Regions from separate parts of the Hordeum vulgare genome. Here region 2 is linked to region 1. Evidence: chromatin contacts called from public Hi-C data. All regions are on one chromosome and are shown on one strand. Each heading gives the region's core, a stretch centred on a gene start, on an enhancer-like site or on the middle of the called end of the contact. The rest is flanking DNA. Distances are from core to core; before and after follow the strand shown.

Evidence for each region. A called contact is a pair of places that touch in the nucleus more often than the background predicts.
Region 2: a contact with region 1 is called in a Hi-C map of leaf, with 4 times the contacts expected there. The contact joins the promoter of LOC123447672 here to the promoter of LOC123447668 in region 1. A contact is called at or near these places in 2 of 6 Hi-C or Micro-C datasets (leaf and seedling) and 1 of 1 datasets of contacts at active chromatin or transcription factors (embryo).

The regions. Positions count from the first base shown.
Region 1 is chr4H:26,893,682-26,901,636 of MorexV3_pseudomolecules_assembly, forward strand. LOC123447668 (calcium-transporting ATPase 3, endoplasmic reticulum-type) reads right to left here and starts at 5,314. Exons shown (of 34, transcript XM_045124294.1): 1 at 5,185-5,314; 2 at 5,021-5,071; 3 at 4,897-4,930; 4 at 4,055-4,072; 5 at 2,997-3,133; 6 at 2,817-2,891; 7 at 2,310-2,355; 8 at 1,390-1,449; 9 at 1,216-1,296; 10 at 891-976. The coding sequence starts at 5,217.
Region 2 is chr4H:27,040,826-27,048,780 of MorexV3_pseudomolecules_assembly, forward strand. It overlaps LOC123447672, which reads left to right and starts at 3,835. Exons shown (of 16, transcript XM_045124299.1): 1 at 3,835-4,119; 2 at 4,585-4,944; 3 at 5,031-5,171; 4 at 5,302-5,434; 5 at 5,512-5,625; 6 at 5,719-5,867. The coding sequence starts at 4,054.

The DNA of each region.
Region 1 (7,955 bases), core at 4,064-6,563:
GCTTCACGGTTCAAGCAGGTAGAAATTAGAGGGGTTAAAGGGCAAAAGCTGAAATGAAAAAGGAAGAAAATAAGGCCCCACCAGGCCCATTTGCCCACGAAGTTGCTGCTTTAGTTACATCATGGTTCAGATCTGCCTACAGATCGTGCTGCCGCTGTTACCATGACCACATGAGCAACAACAGATGCAACGCCATCACTGATGACACGCCGTCACGGGTGGCCACCCACCACCACATTTTCTTACCTTGCTGCAGTCGTCCATTTTCAATCTTCACACACCACCTCCTTGTCCCTCGTCACCGAGCGTTGCCAGTGAAAACGCTTCCTCGGCAGAAAACCTAGAGCCAAGGCTACATATTCTGCTGTCTCCTGGTGCTTTTGCACCCCTAGGTGGCGCCTAGACACACCTTTTTCAACCCTTCTATGTGTTACAACTTCTCAAATGTGAGATTTACACTAAGGTTTCAAAAGATAATCTGACAATCCTACAAAGACTTAAACATATCAAACTGCATATTTTTATACATCGTTTCCCGATCTCATCTAACTGCCAAACGAATATGCTTGCAAATAATCAGAGAGGACAAAAGATTGCTAGCACAGATTTCAATTATTATGAGCGAACAAGTGTACGTACTAGCAGTGTTTCCACAACGGAGAAAAAATGAGGGAAATATCCTGAATAACAGACTCACATGACTCCTACATTTTCAGGACATTGCAATCTGATTCACCATCCCTCATCCAACGGTTCGCATGGGGGTTTAGATATTTTCACTTAAAAAATCATGTTTACTTGATTAGTTCCCTACTGAACGCTATTAAAAAATCGATAGATCTATGTGACTACCGAGATATTGAGTGGCAGTCAGCTTGATATACACCTACCGAGAAAAGAATGTTTGTTTTGTCCTGGTAGACAGCATTCATTGCTGAAGTTGAATCAAGCTCTTTAGCCACTGAACAGCTTTCCCCTAGAATAATGCACAAAATAAACAAGTGATTCAGAAACACATATGTTAGCCCTTCATAGGTTATACCATGCACCTAATAATGTCTTTAGCGACAATTACATTGCCAAATCAAATGCATTGATCAAAAAAGGGCATAACATTTCTCCTGTTCTCTAAAACAAGATTGCCACGACAAACTAGTACACTTCAGTTAATATTAGGATGAACAGGAGGATAGCACAGGACAACGCAAAAAATACCTGTTAGAATTGCCTGGTCAACACGCAATTGATGGCTTAGCATTTCAACCATTCTCATGTCAGCTGGAACTTTGCAACCAACTACACATAAGAAACAAGGTGTAACCAAGTTAGATCAGGAACATACTCAGCATTATGCTAAATGGAAATAACTTGAATGGACTTGAACAGTACCTCCCACTTCTACAATATCTCCAGGGACAAGTTCCGTTGCTGGAAGTATAGAAAAACAACCTAACAAATTGAACATTGACAAGTGACTCAATCATATGAATATAAAACGTCTTATATTTAGGAACAGAGGTTACTAGTAATATTTAATAACGAGTCTTTCAAGTGAAGATATATCAATCCAATCGCAAATATCAAGATAAACACTTTTTTTTCGAGAAAACGCAAAGGACCTTTGTGTTTCTTTGTTTTCACAGGTCAACAAATACAAGGATCGTTACCCAGGTGGAAGCTGATTAAAAGGCACTTTTGTAGCAAGAAAGTATGGTGTAATTAAATGTTGCTCTTAGTCGGAGCATTTTTGCTTCAATTCGTCGTCTTCCAAACCAACCTTTAAAAAAGCTGCAAGTGCAGCCCAACTCCGACTTTAATGACACATGTACATGCACGCAAAGGACATGCACAAAACAAACAGCTGACAGGGACTAAGGTTTGCACAAGACTCTGCTTCTTGACATGGTGTGTCCATGATATTCAGACAGAATCGGATCTTTAGCAGCCTGTGACAATGTATCTAAACCCAAATCCAAAAGTGACATTGGCATCATCAATCTCTCACAAGAGAATGATGCCCTTCTTATGGAACACCTCAACAAGTTCTACGATAACTCGATAAGCACGGCATTCCATGGGTCCAGCTCAAACAAACCAACCTGCTGTGACAAAGCAAGTGGATTTTGTTGACATTTTGAATTTTTCAAGTGGAATGGTTACAGGTACATGTTTCCAATTTCAAAACTGAAGAGTAGATGCAACTCATAGTCATAATTAACAAAAGTTCAATCAGAAGACTGCAAACAAATAATTGTGTGATAATATGCTTACACACTTGAAATGCAATAATCAATTCGGAAAAAAATTACCATTGCGCAGCACTGTTGCAACATCTGCTTGATATGCTCGCAACTCCTGCAGGTTTTTTCATAAGAGAGTCATGTGGATGGACAACAAGAGTTGGCCATTCCAATGCCAATTGTAGTCACACAGTACAAGACGAAGTTAAGTAACTAGCATATGGAGTTAAGATTAACCATGTGCAGAAAAAGAATAATTAGGACCAAAATCAGTACTCTTAGTATTGCTCCAAATATGTGATACAAACTATAAGGGAGTGAAAACAAGAGAAAATGACCAGGGTAAACATGGTGTATCCACGATTATGCATCCAAGAGATTAAATAACAGCCATTTAAACATTCCAAGTTTCACATCGAAGTAATTTGTATGATGTTTGAGGAAAAGAGGGAAACGAGAAAACATAGCCACACATAATATCTCACAGCACGTGCAAAAAGAAAAACATATCAAACAGCAGTAAACCAGATCTAGAGAATTAAGCACGACATTAGAGCCTTGTTCAAAAGTAATAACCTCGAGAGCTTTTTCAGCATTTGTTTCTGTGATCACACCAACTGCTGCATTTGCTGCTAATATCATAAATATGACCTATGCAATCGAAATAAAGGCCATCTTGTTAGTTACTGCCTCCATGTGGCACATGAAAATCATCTTCCTCACATAGGATATATCCCCCAAAGTGGATCAACTTACAGATGGTTCCAAAAATGCTGTTAATCCAGTTTCACCATTCAATCGAGCCAAAAGGAAGGATACCACGGCAGCTGCTATCAATATTTTGACAAGTAAATCATCAAACTGCTTCAAAACTAACTTCCAGAAGGGGGTACCTGGGTCAGAAATTTCACGTTAATAGATGATGAATAAAGGGAAACAAAACTAATTTTCCTTTATCTATTTATCTTCCTTGAAAAACTTATTCATTTGTTCTGGTTATGATTTTATTTACTTATTTGTAAAATCCTCCTAGAACAGAATCTGAGTTAGTCGTTATGAACTTCAATAAACTTAACTTCTATAGCTGGTGGCAAAGAAAACAACAAAGACCCAATACAATATAATTTGGTGATCATCCAACAAGGTATTTGTCTAACATAATATTTGCAAAAGCATGCTACGACAAGTCATCATCCAAGGTAAAGGATGTTCAGGGGTAGTATGAATATTATGTACTCCCTCCATCACAAAATAAATGTCTTAAGCTTAGTACAAATTTGTACTAGAGCCAATACAAAGTTGAGGCAGTTCTTTTGAGACAGAGGGAGTATGCCTTAGGTTATGTCTTGTATCTGCGGAGAAACAGCACAATTGGATGCATTAAACGAGCCCAAAGGGCATATTGATTCAATCCAACACTAACAAATACCTATAAAAGCATACTACTATACTACCCTTAACATTTTTCTACTACCTTACCAAAATAAATCGTTTTTACATGGAAATTAACAAAGGGTAGAGCTTAGACATTTCAATGATACTATCCTTCTCATAAAACATCCAACTTTTAAACTTGCCATATAATCATTAGTATGTCAACTAAGAGGACTCGTAGTTGCAATGCATCCTTGTCAATCCATGGTTCGCTTATATTCAGTTATTCAGAAAGAGTAAATGGGGTAAGACAGAGATAATGGAATACCAAGTACCAACATTTTCTGACGGCAAACACTTTGGAGAAAAGGTGTAACAGGTAATACGAAATGTGTTGCCGTACATAAAATGAACATTAGAAGTTAGAGCTGACAACTTACTTTCTTCTTGGGGCAGCACTGCAGATAATCCATGCACGAAAAGAAAGTGCAGCAATCAGTTAGTGGCCACAATTATGATAACAAAAATCATGTGTGAACACCGCAATGAAAAAGTAGATGATAACATAAATATGTCTGCCCTCAAGAAATTGTGCAGGAGTCTCGACTGAAGCTTTCAAGTTTTACTGAGGAAATGGTAAGGGTCTGAACTACTCCTCCGTCCCATAATGTAAGACGTTTTTTGACACTAGTAGTCACTAGTGTCAAAAAACGTCTTGCATTATGGGACGGAGTAGTACATCCAAAGTATGAAAGCTGTATCAATTCAGTTAAATCAGCATTACAGTGACTTTCAAATTTCATTCCCCGGATTATAAAAGTTGATATGTCTGGGTTATGGCATTGCGTACGTGAAAAAATGTTTATGTCGGTTAATAACAGCAATTATAGGCTGTGGAGTCCCTAGTACAAAAAAAGGACGCATGCAAACCACGCCTCCTTATTTAGAAATGCTCTGGTTTTAGACGGTTCTAGTCGCTAGGAAGTAAGCACCAACGCAAATATACCGAGAATTAGTAATCTGCTTGTATAAATAGCCGCTTTGTGCAAAATAAAACAAAATCTATTCCGATGAATTTGGATAGGATGTATTTCGAGATTGGTGGAAAGGCACCAGACTATTCCTCGTCTGGAGAACTTGCTTACTCGACTCCGACGAAACCACATATCCTTCTCTCCATTTTGTCTACTTACTTATCACAAACAGTTCGGCGCCCATTAATTAAACCCATAATAGGACAATGAACGAATCAAAACGCATAATGCAGTAAGAAGCTCCTCACCATTTTTGCCGTAGCGCAACGCATGCTGCTCCACCTGCCCACACAAGCCAGAAACCAAATCAGTCCCCCATTCCCCGCAACCCAGACCAAAAAAACCACAGCGCGGACGGCTCCGGAGCAGCACCTGCGAGTCGGAGAGGCCCTTGGTCCGGTCCACGCCGAAAGCTTCGAGCACCTGCGAGGACGGGCGGCGACCAGATCCGTGAGAGGCGGCGGGGGCGAAGCGGGGGAGGTCAAAGCTATGGCGCGAGGCGGGGGCTAGATGCGGCGGCGGCGGCGGCGGCTTACCTCCGCGACGGACTTGGCGTAGGCGTCCTCCATGGCCGGCGGCGCCGGCGGGTGGGAGGAGGGGAGGGAGTGATCGCGGCGGTGCGGCCAGGGAGAGGCGGCCGGGATTTTCTCAGCTCGGGTTTTGGCTTTGGGTGTTTTATTTATTTAGTAGCAACGGTGTGATTTGCTCGTCAGGGGACAGGTGGCGGCGGGATCTCTGCTCCGGCTCGGCCGCTGGAGCACGTGGGCCATGGGGAAGTGAAGTGCGAGACAAGTGACGCACGCTTTTCGCCTAGCTTTGCTTCGCCTTCTCGCTAGCCCGTTTTCAGGAGAATCGGTGGGCAGCAACGAGAAAAACAGCCTGCCCCCCGAAAGGCCAAAACGTGTCAAGAAGAAGAGAACAAAACTGCATCCATGTTGGAATTGCTCAAGAAAGAAACAGTCAATAACAGTGTGCAAGACAAGTGTCACAAATTCCACAATTGTTTTGTTTATGTGATAGCTATAATAGCAAGGACGACCCATTTCATCCGCCGTCGTTCGTTTGGGTCCACGCGGACAGAAAAATCGGTCCAACACGCCGATTCAAACGGACGTGCGTCCGCTTTTCGTCCGCGGACCCATTTCGGCCCAATTTTGAGTCTGATTTGGATCGGCGCGGACACAAAACGAACGCGGACGGCGCGCGCGTACTCCTTCCCCTCGCCCGCTAGTCGGTGGCACATTGGTCGTTCTCCATCCCTACCGACAGCTAGCCCTCGCCTCGCCCCCACCCCATCGCCGCCGCCGCCCAGTTTCTGTGCCTCGGCCACCAGCGCCTCCTCCCGTACCTCCCCAAACACCGACACCTACCCACGCCGCCAGCCGCATCGCCGTCGGGCCACCACGGCTTCCCCGACCCCCAATCCGACGCCGTCGGTCAACTTCGTTGTCCACGCCCGCAAGTTGTTCAACAGTTTGCCTCAAGGTACAAATGGACTGCGCCGACGAGTTCTTTTTCCATAATATTTTGTGCAACTCCGATGGTTCCTCATCCGACGATGAGGAGATGCTGCTTGTTGTGTTGGTCCATGACCACCTTAATAGGCAGCGGCCGTTGTTCCGGGGCTCGATTCTGGGGCATGTTCCGGCGTTGAATCGCAACCAAGAGAGCGGTCATTTCCTTTTATGGAAGGACTACTTTGACACAACCAATCCGTTGTTCAAACATCAGAAATTTCGGCGGCGTTTCCGTATGGCTAGGCATGTTTTCAACCGGATTCGAGAGGGGGTGGTCAGATACGATGACTACTTCGAGTGCAAAGAGGATGTCATTGGAAAGATTGGCTTCTCATCTTATCAGAAATGCATTGCAACTATCCGGATGCTTGCTTACGAAGCACCCAGTGATCTTATCGATGAGTACGTGTGTATGAGTGCGTCTACGTGCCTAGAGTCATTGCACAGATTCTGCAAAGTTGTGGTTGCAGTGTTTGGCCCTGGGTACTTGAGAGAGCTGACTGTTAGAGACACAACCCGCTTGTTGGCGACCAATGTTAGGCAGGGCTTCCCAGGGATGCTTGGCAGCATAGACTGCATGCATTCAGAGTAGAAGAACTTCCCTTCTGCTTGGCAAGGCTAGTACAAGAGCCATGTCAAGGCTTGCACTGTCATACTTGAGGTCGTGACCTCTCAAGATCTCTGGATCTGGCACTCTTTCTTTGGCATGGCCGAATCACACAATGATATGAACGTGCTTCAATGTTCGCCGGTGTTTACAAGGCTTGCCAAAGGCAACAACACGTTGTTCGATGTTAACATCAACGGTCACAGCTACAGCAAAGGATACTATCTAGTTGACGGAATCTATCCACAATGGACCACTGTTGTGAAGACAATCTCCAATCCTGTCGCAGAGAAGAGGAAAAGATTTTCCCAAGAGCAAGAGAGTGATAGGAAGGATGTCGAACGTGCCTTTGATGTTTTGCAATCTCGATGGGGCATAGTTAGGTATCATGCTACTGCTTGTGTGATCATGCACAATATGATCGTAGAGGATGAGCGCCCGGAACGTCTCCACGATCAAGGGTTTGGTTTTGAGGGTGACAATGTGGTGCCTCGGCGTGGCGGAGGAGCGGCATCGCTTGCACAGTTCACCCAATTTCATCATGAAATGCGTGATTGGGAAACTCATATTCAGTTTCAAGATGATTTGGTTGAGCATATGTGGGGTCATGTTGGCAACCAATAGATGTATCTTTTTAAGACAATTTAACTTTTATTGAGCTTGTAAAACTTTGCTATATTATTATTTTGGTTGTGGAACTATGCTATTTCATTTGCTTCTGAAAAAATATGCAAAATGTTTGTATTTGTTAAAAAACGGCGGCTAGCCGGCCATGCGGACAAATATGGGTCGGCGCGTTGGGCGCACTGTTGACCCAAATCCTAAAGTGGGCGGACACACAGCGAGCTGGCGACCCAAACGGATGAAAAAAGGATAAAATCACCGTCCGTTTGGGTCGGCCAGTTGGAGTTGCTCTAATGTACTAGTTGTGTTTTTTTTGAACGATCACGGGGGAGATGATCCCCACGTGAATATATTGCCGAAAAAGTTGTCAAAGCCAAGAGTCATCCTTTGAGCTTTGGTTGATCCAGTTCAAAGGAAAACTGGATCAAAAATATAAATAGGTTGACCCCGTTTATGAGGAAAACCGGTAGAAAACCATACAAGTAACAAGATTACAGAAGATGAGAAAAAAAATTGCCACCCACGAGAATGCATGACCTAGCTAGCATGTAGAAAGACC
Region 2 (7,955 bases), core at 2,585-5,084, 150 kb after region 1:
GATTTTGCTAGCAGAAATAGTAGATAAATCATGACTACCATAGCAATTATAAGACAAGTCATGCGATCATACAAAGAGTATGCAAGTTGCATCTGAAGTGGTGAGTATGAACGAAACATATCTACAACAGAACCTAGAACATGAAGTTTCGACAGGAACTCAAACAAGAAGAACACGAACACGTACTGAGTTGCAGCAGTAGCAGCAGTGGGATTGGCGTTGACGTCATCACCGTCCATGTTGTCGAAGAGGTTGTTGACGTCGGGGAAGAAGTCGTCGTCCGTGAAGTGGTCGTCGGCGTCCGTGGTGTCCGTGATGAAGAAGCCACTAGTCGTGCAGAGCACTCCCCAAAAACCTTATCACCCTTCTCCCGTACAGGACTCAAAGAGGCGGGGTTTCGGAGGCCTACTGTTCCGACCTGCGGTGCATGCCGCAAGCCTGGATGGGGAAGAACTTAGCAGCAACTTAGAGATTGGATCTCGATGACGTGACGAAGATGATGTTCTTGTGTGTCTCTCCGGAAAGGAGCGACCTCTCTTTTATATGCACAGGAGAAGGAGGTGAACATGCAGTGACAGGAGGAGAAGCAAAAGAGGGAGACGAAATGAATAGGCAGCAACCAAAGGGTGCATCGTTCGTATTTAATCTTCACTACATCAAAACTTTTCAGCTCCTGAGCGACATTTCGTATACTAGTCGTGGGTGGCAAACATTTAGTCATCGGCTTGGATCATTTTCACAACCCGCGACACGTCGTGACGAGACGTGGCGCGGCGAGGCGGGCGGCGGCGAAGGAGGAATGCACGTGTATGTCTCTCTTGTTCTCATGCTCATACATGTGAGGAAGCATCCTCCCTTATAAGGAGGTCCAACTCCTACCAAACTAGCAACGTGGGACTAAACTTTAATTCCACATCTTGTCTTGCACGAATGAGCTAAGTAAGTCTCTAGGATTTATTGGGAATTCTAAAAATAATTATTGGGCTAGTCGCTAGCCCATATAGATTAAATTCCAGCAGCTTCTACTACAATGCCCGCCAACTCATTGGAGGCAGCCCGACGACTCCGCCACGGTCGCAGCTCTAAACTCGTTTGTGGTCTCCGTTGTAGCATATCGCAAACACGATTCCGGCATGTCACAAACACCGCTGTATCATTTCCCCCCGCGTGCACAAAAAAACTAGACTCGCCGCCACCATCATTGTAGCTCGCCGTTGTAGCATCAAAGGGATATGGTTCCAACATGGTTGTAGCATCCCATCGTGTAGGAATCCAACTCGCCGCGGTTGTCATTACAGCACGCTGTGGTCACCATTGTAGCATCCACAAGACGTGGTTCCAGCAAAACACGAACTAGAATGTAGATTTATAAAAATGTAGCGCCATCATCCCTACCGTTCGCATAGCACCGGGAGAGTCAAGAACGTCCTCATCGTTGCAGCTCGTCGAGTAGCCGTTTCCAGCATTCCAAGCAATCGGCTCCTAGCAAAACTTCATGACCGGTTGCAACCAAAAAAATGTCAACATCGTGTTAGTAGCAATACTTCCTCACAGTTCCAGCATCTTCCTGGCGGTTACAACATTTACCAAAAAATAAGCCGGTTGAAGCAAACTGGAAGATCGCGGGCCGCAACACCCATTCCTAGCAATGTTTCGCCGCTCGTCCTCCCAGCCCCCGCTTGCAGCAAAAAAGAAAAGAAAAAGAAAATAAACAACGAGAGCAAAAGGAGGTGGCACGACACGGGGTGAGGGCCCAACACGAGACGTCGAAGGAGGAGAAGAAGGACGTTGTACATGTTTGTCGATCGACGCCCCACGAAGGTGATGTGAGGAAAGAGACGAAGCGAGCGAAGAAGATAGTGAAGGATGAGGTGGGTCGATCCAGCGGGTCCTGCGCGACCGGCCTAAGCTTCGGTCGGTCGGTCGGTCTGGTGTGAACTTGTACTGATGACTGCTAGACGTCGGGCGGCCGGCCGAATTTCGGCCACTTGGCCCCATCCGTACGATCAAAGCTGTTGGGGACACACGATCCTCCTCTCCCACCCCATGCGCCTTCTTCTCTAAATTAAACAAATTCCGAACACGCCACCATGGACGAGCGACACGCCCACCGTCAACGGTTACGACCCCTGCCACGGAGCAGAGGTTGTAAGGTAGGCGACGATCGATAGGAGAAGGAAGCGAGTAGGGCATGTGGGCACGAGAGAAGAATAATGACAAGACGTTGCCTTCACCGATCCAGCAGCTACATAGACGGATCCAACGGCCCATGACCTATGAAAATCGGCCGAATAAGTACCCTCATTTTCGTTGCAAAAAAGTACTCATTCGTTTCAAAATAGATGTCTCAGACTTAATACAATTTTAATATAAAACTAAGACATTTATTTTGAGCTCAAGGCGGTAATAAAAAAAACACAAAATGTTTGACACACGGTCGGCGTGGGACCCACCCGCTATCCCATAACGACAAACCGAGCAGAGCAGGAAGAGTAGGCATGCATGTATGCATCCACCGGTAGGCCGCCCACGCACACCATCATCGCAAGTTTGACTCGCATGCACGCGCGCGCACACACACACACAAAAAACAGCCGACCCGATCGCTGGTCATCAAGTCCCGCAGCCACCTCGCCGGATAAGGCGAGTGAGTGGGCCCACGTGAGCCGAACGAACACGGATCTGGATCAAACCATCGCGCCGTTCAGCAGCACGTACCCCTCCTCCTTTTTCACCATATAAAATCGCGCTCCTAGCGCTCGGCGCGTGCTGCTGACGGCTTCCGCCGTTCAGCCGGCGGGCGCCCATTTGGCAGCGGTGCGGTGGGTTTGATTTGACGGGGCGTCGAGGAGGCGGGGGTGGTTGGCTCGGGTCCGCTGACCCAATTATTAGTACGCCTGGGGTTAGCTGAGCCGCAAACCCAACCACAACCAGGAACCAGCGCGTCGCGTCCACGGCCCGGCCCGGCCCGGCCCGGCCGGACTCGTTGTCTCGCACAGGGGTGTCACCGGAGGCTGGCGGGTGGTGATTGTGCATCATTGCACTACTCCGCCGTATAATGTAACGATGCAAGTCCCTTCCTTCCCTCCCCTCCCCTCCCCTCCCCTCCTTTTTGTGGAGACGGAGCACGTAACGCAAAGCGGCGGCGTACGCGCGAACGAACGAGCAAACCCCGAAGCGAAGCACACGGGCGCGCGCTCTGTGCCCGTGCATGTGCAATCACTCCAGCAGAAACGGAAGCCGTCAAAGGTGATTTGATTTATATTTCAAAAAGGCCACAACGGTACAAACAATATATAAAAATAAAACTCCTCGTAAAACGATGATAAAACCCCGAAACGGCTCCGCGTCTCCGGCCCCCCAAGACCCGCGGTGCGCGGCCACCGAACTGAACCGCCCGATGGCGCTTGAGCCGTAAATAAAAAGGCCGTGGCCCCGTGGTGGGGGGCCAGAAATTCTGAGACACGGAAAGGGGGATGAGACTAGAGCAGCGAGGACGGGCACAACTCGATTAGTCGTAAAAAAGAAGAAGATTGATTCCCGTTATTAACCCGGTCTCTGTCTCTGTTGCCGTTCTCCTCCCCTCTCTCTCGTCAGAGCGAGTACTGCCTCTGCCACCGCCACCACCACAACAACAACCAACTAGTAGTAGCCTTCACGACTAAATCCACCACTCACACCCCTCTCTCTCTCTCTCTCTCCCCACCCGCACCCCCACCCCGCGTCGTCTCCTCCTGCTCCCTCCCTTCGCCCTCTTCGGACGGAGCCCGGGGGTAGGGTAGGGTAGGGTAGGGCCTCCACCAAACCCTAATCATCCGGGGCCGGTGACCCGCCCGCCGGCCGGCCGGCCTCGCCCGATCCGATTGGTTGCTCCCACCGACCGCCCGGTCGTCGTTGCCCCCGCGGAGAGGCTGCGCGCGGCGTGAGGCGGGAGGAGGAGGAGGAGGATTCGATTCCGTGCGGACCGGGGATGAGGCGGAGGCTGGCGGGGACGGGGAGGCGGCGGCGGCGGTGAATGGAAGCGGCGGGGCGCTGCGGGGGCGAGCTTGCTACATGGATGCGGCCAGCGGCCGCCGCGGGAGGCTGCTGCTGCTGCTGCTTTCGCTCCTCAGGCTCGAGGTGAGCTGCTGCCTCGATCCGCCCCGGGGGTCAGCCACTGCCCGGGTTTCGCGGATTCGGGCCGGAATGGTCGGGACACCCGGTTCTCCCTGGGACGGAGGGATTTCCGTACGATTCGGTTCGCATTTCGGGGTCTCTCGTGGCGATTCGAGAGGGATTTCGCCTCCCCTTTTCTCCCGTACGTAGGGTTTTACTGTTCCGCCGCCAGCGTGCTTTCTTGGGGAAGGAAGGAAGGGAATGTTTCTCCCGGAGGAGAGCTATTTTTGGGCATCTGGGTCGCAGTTAAACCAGTGGAAGCAGATGAATCGAAGTTTGCCGTTTTGGGCCGGATTGCTTGCTGTTTTGCCCATTCATTTTGCTGATACACTCCTTACCGGTTGTGGTGTTCCTGCTCTGGAGGTTGTGCTGCTGCATTTATATTGGTATACCGATAATTAATTCTTTCATTTCTTGCTCCTGCTGCAGATTGTGTTGATTCTGGTCTGCTCTGGAGGAGCCACTGCGAATTCCGACGACGGGAAATCATTGTCGCTGGAAGGCGCGGATGCTGGAGACAAGGATGTTTACCTTAGCCATTCCTGCATCCACGACGAGATACTGCATCAGCGGCGCCGAGCTGGCCGGAAGGAGTATTCTGTTATGCCACAAGTCTACAATGTGCCCCGAGAGAAAGTGGAGCGCGTAAGAGGCAGGCAATTGTTGGGGGTGGCATCTTGGCGTGCTCCACGGAGCAATGTTAAGAAGCCAATTCGGATATACCTCAACTATGACGCTGTTGGGCACTCGCCCGACCGGGATTGTAAAAATGTCGGTGACATTGTGAAGGTAGGTCTGGCGGAAGCTTATGATCGTGTCAGGAGCTTCTTTAATATCCTGGTTGTAATTCTGAGTCTGCTGTTTGGTTTTGCTAGCTCGGTGAACCGCCTGTACCATCGGCACCAGGAACACCTATCTGTTCTCCTCACGGAGACCCACCATTGGTGGGAGATTGCTGGTACAATTGCACCTTTGAAGATATAGCTGGGGAGGACAAGAAGCAACGACTCCGGAAGGTGCAGTTCTTGTGCTTTTTGGTCGTTTTGTCTGTCGCTTCGGTTTGAAATGTGCCATAGCTTAAAAGAGAGAGGATCTTCTATAGTCATCTTGTTCTACATGCTAAATGCCGAGTTGGATTACTGGCAGGCACTGGGACAAACAGTAGAGTGGTTCAGAAAAGCTTTAGCTGTCGAACCTGTCAAGGGGAACCTGCGGCTCAGTGGTTACTCTGCTTGTGGCCAGGATGGAGGCGTACAGCTTCCCCATGCGTATATTGAAGGTAATTTGCCATTATAATTAGGCTATCTTGTAGCCTTTTTGATCTGGTTCTCCATTGATTGTTCTCCTGAATTGCAGATGGTGTTGCTAATGCCGATTTAGTACTCTTAGTAACAACTAGACCAACAACAGGCAACACCCTTGCATGGGCTGTAGCCTGTGAACGGGATCAATGGGGTCGTGCCATTGCAGGTTTGTAAACTCACTCACATTCGCATACAGATATTAACTGCCGGGAGAGGTTGTAATGCTATTCTGTACTAAATATGCATGTTTTGTATTTAGGACATGTTAATGTGGCCCCTCGTCATTTGACGGCTGAAGCAGAAACATTACTTTCTGCTACTCTGATACATGAGGTCATGCATGTTCTAGGCTTTGATCCTCATGCCTTCACACATTTTCGTGACGAAAGGAAAAGAAGGCGTGACCAGGTAATCAACGATGTCTTTCCTCTTATCGGTGTTAGTTTATTTTCATCCGCTGTTGTGGATCCCAGTGTTAAGTGCTGATGGTTGCTTTATTGTATCTGAGTTAGACGTAACATTCAAAACTGCTTTTACCATTTATCTTTAAAGTATTTGTGACTGAAGTGCTCAGCAATCCAGTGGGCATTATACTTCTTGAGCAGACTTACATGGTACACCCTCTGTTCCTAAATGTAACGTCTTACATTTAGGAACAGAGGTAGTAGTCACCAACTTACTATATCAGCCTAGTATTATGACTTAGGTTTAAGCTGAGAAGTCATGAATAATCTCCAAGTACTATTAAGTCAAGAAGCAATTGCACAACTTTTGAGGCTTATCTATTAAGAAGTGAGCCTGTTGGAATGTTTGGCATATGTGCTGTAAACCCAGCTTATGCGATTAGTACCATTAATCGCAATCCAGTATAAGATAAAACCAGAAAGGCCTGTACTCACATTATTAATTGCAATAATTATAAAAAAAGCCAGAAAGGCCTGTGCACATACTGAGAAACAGCCAATTGGCAAACCTCAGCACTTGTAAAATAGTCCACTATGCAATGGAATATTTGTTGACGCTTTCAAATCTCTGTCAGCAGCCATTTGATACCTGTGCTAAAGCCTTTTTATGTGTAATGGGGACTAACTGGCTGGCATGATAACTGATGTGATGTGTAACGGGGACTAACTGTCTGGCATGATAACTGATGTGTGCATGCCTAGCTAAGGAGTATACTCAGGTGGCCTGATATTCATTAGAGTACATATGAAGGATAGAACATAATTTCCTTCCATGCCTTGGTGAAATTGCCAGCACACCGCTTCTCATTCAACTAGTTGTTGGGAACAAACCCACACAAGAATGTCCCATAAGTGAGGACCATGATTGGGAGAACCGTGTGTGTTCTATGCATGTGAATTTCTGGATTCGTAAAGAGACAATCTCAACTCTTTACTCTATACTCTTCACTCTTATAAACATCTGAGTTGGTGGCGTTCACCTTCAAAGATTAACTCTTAAGTTGGCAAGAAATTAGTTACAGCAGTTATCATATATTCTACGTAGTGGACAGATGTATCACGACCTTTGTTTAGCTCGTCCAATCGACGTGCATTTTGAGACATTTCTTTATTTGCACAAAGCTGGGGACTACGATAACACATGCGTTTAAACAACTCAAGCAATAAAAAGAACTTATATAACAATTCACGAACATTTAACTTCAGTAGCAACACACAAGTATTTAGCTTGTTAGAATGAACTATCTTATCAGCCCGTGGGCCCATGATCCACACCCCACAGGATGATCAAGGGTGTGCACAACTAGACTTTGACATGTCCTGTCCAGCAGGCCCTTGTTGGCACTAACCCTTCACCCTCTCCCTCTTCCCTCTTTTTCTTGGCTGATTTGCATTTTGGCTTCAAAAGAAATGAATTATCCTCCAAAAGAAATCCAGTTTCTGCTGTCCTTCTCTTCACTAAACACCTTGTGGTTTGTCGCTAAGAGAATGCAAAACTCACTTGGATTTCGGCCAACAAACAGCCTGATTTCCCGTGTGTAGCTCATGATGGATTTGCGCCTTGTGACTGGAGTAAACTGGGACCATGTTCTTGTAATCTTTGAGCCCTTCAGCACTAGGTTCTTTTTTTGAATGATTTGAAGATTCCTCACCACGCCTCCCGCGTGATCTTTAGCACTAGGTCCTGACTTCTGAGTCCATTGGTTTGGCACAAGGACAGGCCATTGTTTGGTGCTCATCTTTTCGGTCTTCTGCTCTTGTGCACTGATGTTCAGACATTTGCAGAATGTCTCTCTCCTGTTAGGTAAAGTATTTAGTTGAGGCAGTATGTTGGCAATTATTGTCCCTGCCGCTAAAAAATCCTCCTGTGCAGTCATATCGTTCAGTTGTTGACGGGGAAAAAAGTTTGCTGCGAAGGAGCATACTTGTGGGGTACCTCTTAGAGTCTGAGGGTGAAGAGCTTTAGAAAGAATACACATCACCACATATATTCAGTTTCTCCAAGAGCTTTAGAAAGAATACACATCACCAC